Regions from separate parts of the Mus musculus genome. Here region 1 is linked to region 2. Evidence: chromatin contacts called from public promoter capture Hi-C data. All regions are on one chromosome and are shown on one strand. The core of a region is the stretch at or near the end of the contact, and the rest is flanking DNA. Distances in the headings are between cores, read along the strand shown.

Evidence for each region. Promoter capture Hi-C pulls out the DNA fragments that hold promoters and counts their contacts.
Region 1: a promoter capture Hi-C map of hippocampal neurons shows a contact between it and region 2, with 5 times the contacts expected there. The contact joins the promoter of Galnt4 here to the enhancer-like site in region 2. A contact is called at or near these places in 3 of 39 promoter capture datasets (hippocampal neurons, liver and pre-B cells) and 4 of 115 datasets of contacts at active chromatin or transcription factors (astrocytes, large pre-B cells, stem cell-derived neural progenitor cells and 1 more).

Annotation. Positions count from the first base shown.
Region 1 is chr10:99,106,745-99,109,444 of GRCm38.p6, forward strand. It overlaps Galnt4 (polypeptide N-acetylgalactosaminyltransferase 4), which reads left to right and starts at 1,391. Exons shown (of 1, transcript NM_015737.4): 1 at 1,391-2,700. The coding sequence starts at 1,671. It overlaps Poc1b (POC1 centriolar protein B), which reads left to right and starts at 338. Exons shown (of 12, transcript NM_027740.7): 1 at 338-479; 2 at 1,048-1,132. The coding sequence starts at 465.
Region 2 is chr10:96,114,095-96,116,794 of GRCm38.p6, forward strand. No RefSeq gene overlaps it. Among named protein-coding and RNA genes, the nearest start is that of Gm40746, 65 kb to the right of the region's middle. Within about 2 kb of position 1,342, at least 13 of the 459 cell types and tissues checked have an H3K27ac peak or open chromatin away from gene starts, as enhancers often do.

The DNA of each region.
Region 1 (2,700 bases), core at 141-2,640, 3.0 Mb after region 2:
TGTTACTGTCTAGCTTGTGCACCCAAGCTCCCCTCTCCGGAGTAGCCGAGTTGGGCGCCGTTCTCTTTAAGGTGTAATAGAATCCTGATTGCATCGATCACCGACTCTCCTCCGCTTCGCCACCACCGATCACATCTCTCTCTCTCTCCAAGTCCCAACCCGCTTCCCGACAACAACCCGGTAGTCCGCTACCTCCGAAGCTCGCGGGGCTCGCTGTGTGCGCGCGCGGCGGACCCCCCGCGGCGCGCTCCCGCCAGGCTCTCGGCTGTCGGCAGCGCGCGCGCGCGCGGCGTCTCGGGGCTCGTCTGGCCACGCCTGGAGCGCGGGCTTTGATTGGGCCGCCGTTGTTGTAGTGACCGGGAAGCGCCCGCACTCCAGTCTGACGGTTCCGGGCGCCGCACGGTCCCCCCTCGTCCCCACCCCTCCCTGGTCCCCCAAGGCCCCGGGCGCCGTCCGCTCCCCGCATGGCCTCCGGCCTGGTAAGGTCCCCGCCGCTACCGGAGCCGATCATCCTTGGGCGGCGGGACCGGGAGGAGGGGAACCACGCCGAGTCTGGCAGGCCTGGGAGGTAGCCCCGAGACCCGGAGCTCCGCAGCTCGCTCACCTCCCCGGAGCGGGACGCCGTGCCCGGGTTGAGCGGTGAGCGCTGCTCCCGGAGAGATCCCGGCGCTCGGGGCTGAGGCGGAGCTGGCTCCGGGACTCGCCGGCTGGGTTCCCGCGGCGCGCCTGCGTCAGAATCACCAGGGAGGTTTAAAGAGCGCGGGAGGCTTCGGCGAGCATCTGCAGCTCGGTGCGGTGGGCGGGTCCCTCGGCGGCTCGCCCTGGTGCCTGGGCTGGGGGTTCCTCCCGATGGTGGGGACCCCTCCGGATGGAAGCTGGGGCAGTGCCCGAGCCTCTCAGCCGGGTTGTAATGCCCACGCCTCTCTCGCTGCCCGCTGATGCTGCGGGGTCCTCCTCTTCGATCCCGGGGGACAGGCAACGTTGACGTCTGATGTCGAGAGCTGGAATTCTGCACCTGCTTTCAAACCTAACAACTTTCCATCCTAGGAGGATCCGATTCTGGAACGTTCTTTTAAAGGTCACAAAGCTGCCATCACCTCCGCTGACTTCAGCCCCAACTGCAAACAAATTGGTAAGTTGTTTTTGTTTTTGTTTTTCCTTTCTTTCTTCTTTCCTTTTCTGACAGTAACCAAAGCTCACTTGGCAGAAAGCCTTTCTTCCATCCCTGCCTGAGTGAGCCAGGCGCGATGGGATGTACCCGGCCACTCTGGGTCCCTGGGTCTTTGCTGGGTAAGGACTCGACTGGTCCCGGCCTGACAGACAACTTTCGTGAACTAACCACCAGGAGGAGTGAGTGGGAAGGGGAGGGGTTTGTGATCGGCCCGAGGAGGGTGGAGTATTGGCTGGAGAGTTTGTGAAAAGTTCTGAGACGAGCAGGAGGAAGTGGGGACCGACCAGTTGAGCACCACCAGAGGCCGGGGAGCGAGGGGGTCTCAAGTGACCCCTGGGAAACTCCGGTGTCGGAAAGGAGCCGAGCGCCTACATGAAAGGAGGAACCTTCTCGGAAGTTCGCCCCTACCTGAGCCGGGAACTCCAGCTTCAGGATCCGCGGCGCTTTCCCCGCGTGCTGGCTCGGTGGCCGCGTCTACACACGACCCGTGAGGATCCGGATGGCCGTGAGGTGGACCTGGGCAGGCAAGAGCTGCCTGCTGCTGGCCCTTTTAACACTGGCTTATATTCTGGTGGAGTTCTCAGTCTCCACTTTGTATGCCTCTCCAGGAGCCGGCGGTGCCAGGGAGCTGGGGCCAAGGCGGCTCCCGGACCTTGATACAAGGGAAGAGGATTTGTCTCAGCCTCTTTATATAAAGCCCCCTGCAGATTCCCATGCTCTTGGGGAATGGGGGAGAGCAAGCAAACTCCAGCTCAACGAGGGGGAACTGAAGCAGCAAGAAGAACTTATTGAGAGATATGCCATCAACATTTACCTCAGTGACAGGATCTCCCTGCACCGCCACATAGAGGATAAAAGAATGTATGAGTGTAAAGCCAAGAAGTTCCACTACAGGTCGCTCCCCACCACCTCCGTTATCATCGCCTTCTATAACGAAGCCTGGTCCACTCTGCTTCGGACCATTCACAGTGTTTTAGAAACTTCTCCAGCTGTGCTTTTAAAGGAGATCATCTTGGTGGATGACTTGAGTGATAGAATTTATTTGAAGGCGCAACTTGAAACTTACATCAGCAACCTGGAGAGAGTTCGCTTGATTAGAACCAATAAGAGAGAGGGGCTGGTCCGGGCCCGTCTAATTGGGGCCACTTTTGCCACCGGGGATGTCCTCACTTTCCTGGATTGTCACTGTGAGTGTAACACTGGTTGGTTGGAACCACTTTTGGAGAGGATCAGTAGAGACGAAACCGCAATCGTATGTCCTGTCATCGACACTATTGACTGGAACACTTTCGAATTCTACATGCAGACCGGGGAGCCCATGATTGGTGGGTTTGACTGGCGTTTGACCTTCCAGTGGCATTCTGTCCCCAAACATGAAAGGGACAGGCGAACGTCAAGAATTGACCCCATCAGGTCCCCCACCATGGCAGGAGGACTGTTTGCTGTCAGCAAGAAGTATTTTCAGTACCTGGGCACCTATGACACTGGCATGGAAGTCTGGGGAGGCGAAAACCTTGAGTTGTCTTTCA
Region 2 (2,700 bases), core at 92-2,591:
GCCCTGGGTTTGTTTCCCAACACTGTACAAAACCAGGCATGGTGTTATACAAACATAACACTACATTTGGAATGTTAAAGCAAGAGGATTAGAAAACTCTCACTCATCTCATAGTCATTCTTGGCTATACAGTGAGTTCAAGGCCAGCATGGGCCACATGAGGGCCTGCCTCACCCCCCCCCCCCACTTCCCCTTGCCCAACACACAGAAGAATAAAGGATGAGATGTTAGTACCTGGTAATTTAATCTTTCAGCTTCCAGCTTTTCAAATAAGAGTCATTGATACATTGATTCATCTCATCCTCATCTCTGGACAAGCCATCATTTCACTTCTGCTTTGGGGAGAAACGTCTCCTAAAATTTGCCATCCCAGTTGGTCATGACTACGATTGTAATATCCACCTAAAAGGCCTGCCTGACAGGCACAGAGTATGCCACACTGACCTCCTGATAGCTTTAGACCACCCCTTCCCATCTTTCCAAAGTAAAAAGAGGAAGAAAATAAACACAGCCCAATGAGCTGCTGAGTTTAAGAGCTGCAGTAGATAGCTTCACCCCATCTTGCGAAAACAAGATGAAAATTCATATTCACCCCTGAAAGAACCATGAAATTCAGAGTGATGTTTGAAGGACATAATGATAGAAAATCTACAAGGAGCCTGGCGGTAGGTTCCCACGGTGGTTTCAGGTAATAGCCAAGAAACTCTTTGAACTGGTAGATCATGGACATTTGTACTACCCAGGATCAGAGACTACAGTCCCGTGCACTGCAGGGAGCAGAGTCTGTTGCTGGTTGTAGGAGAACCCAGGGACAGGCCTGTTCTAAGGGAGCCCATATAGGGATATGTTCCACACCCACACACAGTCTTAATTCTATCTGAGTTGCATTCCCCAAAATGGTATCCCAGAGGACAGAATTTGGGGATCATATAGAGTGTGGTGGGAAAAAATTCTGAAGGCATCCCTTGTCCCATAAAGATTGAGAAAACCTGCATCTACTCCAGTTTATAGGGGTTCTCAGTGCATGCCCAGTATTTATAGTCTTTGAAGAGTCCCACAGGAAAGAAACATGTCTGCTTTATGTAGCCCCAGTTCCCCAAATATCTGGGGCTACCTAGGATCTTACCCCCTACCAGCTCTCAGTGCCTCTCAGGATAGACTAAAATCCACATCTAAGTGGCCCCATCTCAACTTTCAAGCTTAAGAGCTACCACATTGATCTCTGGTTTCTTCACTTCCTTTGATGTCCTTGAATGCGCCAGGGTCTTTCTCACCTCTAGAGCTTTGAAAGCACTCCTCCCTCAGTGAGACTCCTTGTTGGAAGCTCCATTGTCTCTAGTCATCTTTTCACCCTTGCCTGCTAAACTCAGGCTTGCTTTTTGAGGTTTCACATTCTGTTGGTTTCACTAACCGTGGTCAGCTGTTATCCAAAAATAGTAAATGGAAAATTCCAGAAATGAGCAATTTGTAAGTTTTAAGTTGCAGTTCTTCTCTGCAGTGTAATAAAATCTCACTATTGTATATAAACAGTAATATACATTTTTCAGTGAATCCACTCTGTGGATCTTACCCAGTCCAGGTGTACCCGGTCACCTGGTGGACAACTCAGTCATTGGATTAATCCAGTATGTGAACATACATAGGGCTTTGTACTATCTGTGTTTCAAGTGTCCAGTTGGGGTCGGGGTGGGGGTCTTATCTACCTCCTGAAGATAAGTAGGAGGTCTATAATTTGAGTTCCTTTTGTTTTATTCACTGTTATCAAAGCAATTTTCCCAAACAGTTTAAATATTTACCAACTCCTCTCTTCCTTCTCCACCCCCAGTCTCTGCAATCTTGTGGGAGGGGATGTGGTGCGATGGATTCAACCATAAACATTAGCTCACCTTCCATTTCTCTGCAGCAATTGCAGGGTCTCACCAAAGAACAAACTTACAGTCTAGTGAAGAGTCTCTTGTTGTCTTCCTCATGACTTTGTGGTTGAGGTTTTCAGTCCAGGTGTCCTCAGGCTCTTGGGTCCCGGCCAATGCTTATAGCAACAGTGTCCATGTGGGACTGGTGTTACAAGTTCTCCTGGGGTCTTCTCAGGGCTTTGCTTTTAGTGAAGAGTCAGGCTCTCACCTGCAGTGATACCTCAGTGGGGTCAGAGATTACTGACCCGATTGCTCCAAGCCAGAGAGCAGACGGGTGGTTCTCAACCTGTGGGTTCCAAGCCCTTTTCAAACCCTTATCTCCAAAAATATTTACATTATGATTCATAACAGTAACAAAACTATAATTGTGAAGTAGCAACAAAAATAATTTTATGGTCAGGGGTTACTACAACATGAGGAACTGTATTAAAATGTTATGTCATTAGGAAGGGTGAGAACCACTAGACTAGACTGTTCTATGTGCTTTCAAAGACAATGGGCCTCTGAATTGTGGCAGATGTCCCATTTTAAAGAGCCCTCAGAAGTAAGGCTCTTCAAGTTCAAAGTCAAAGCTAATTTTGTAAAAGAAATACATTTCTAGGACTTATTATATTCTGAATTTTAAATTTTTATTACCTTTATTTCCTTTGTACATTTGCCTGTTATTAGTCAGACTACTGTATTTCTAAGAATGGCACAGACCATATTGACAAGACAGAAGACAGCAGGATCTTCAAAAGTTTTAGTGGGCTCTAAGCCCTCTTCCATGTCCAAAGTCTGTCAGCCC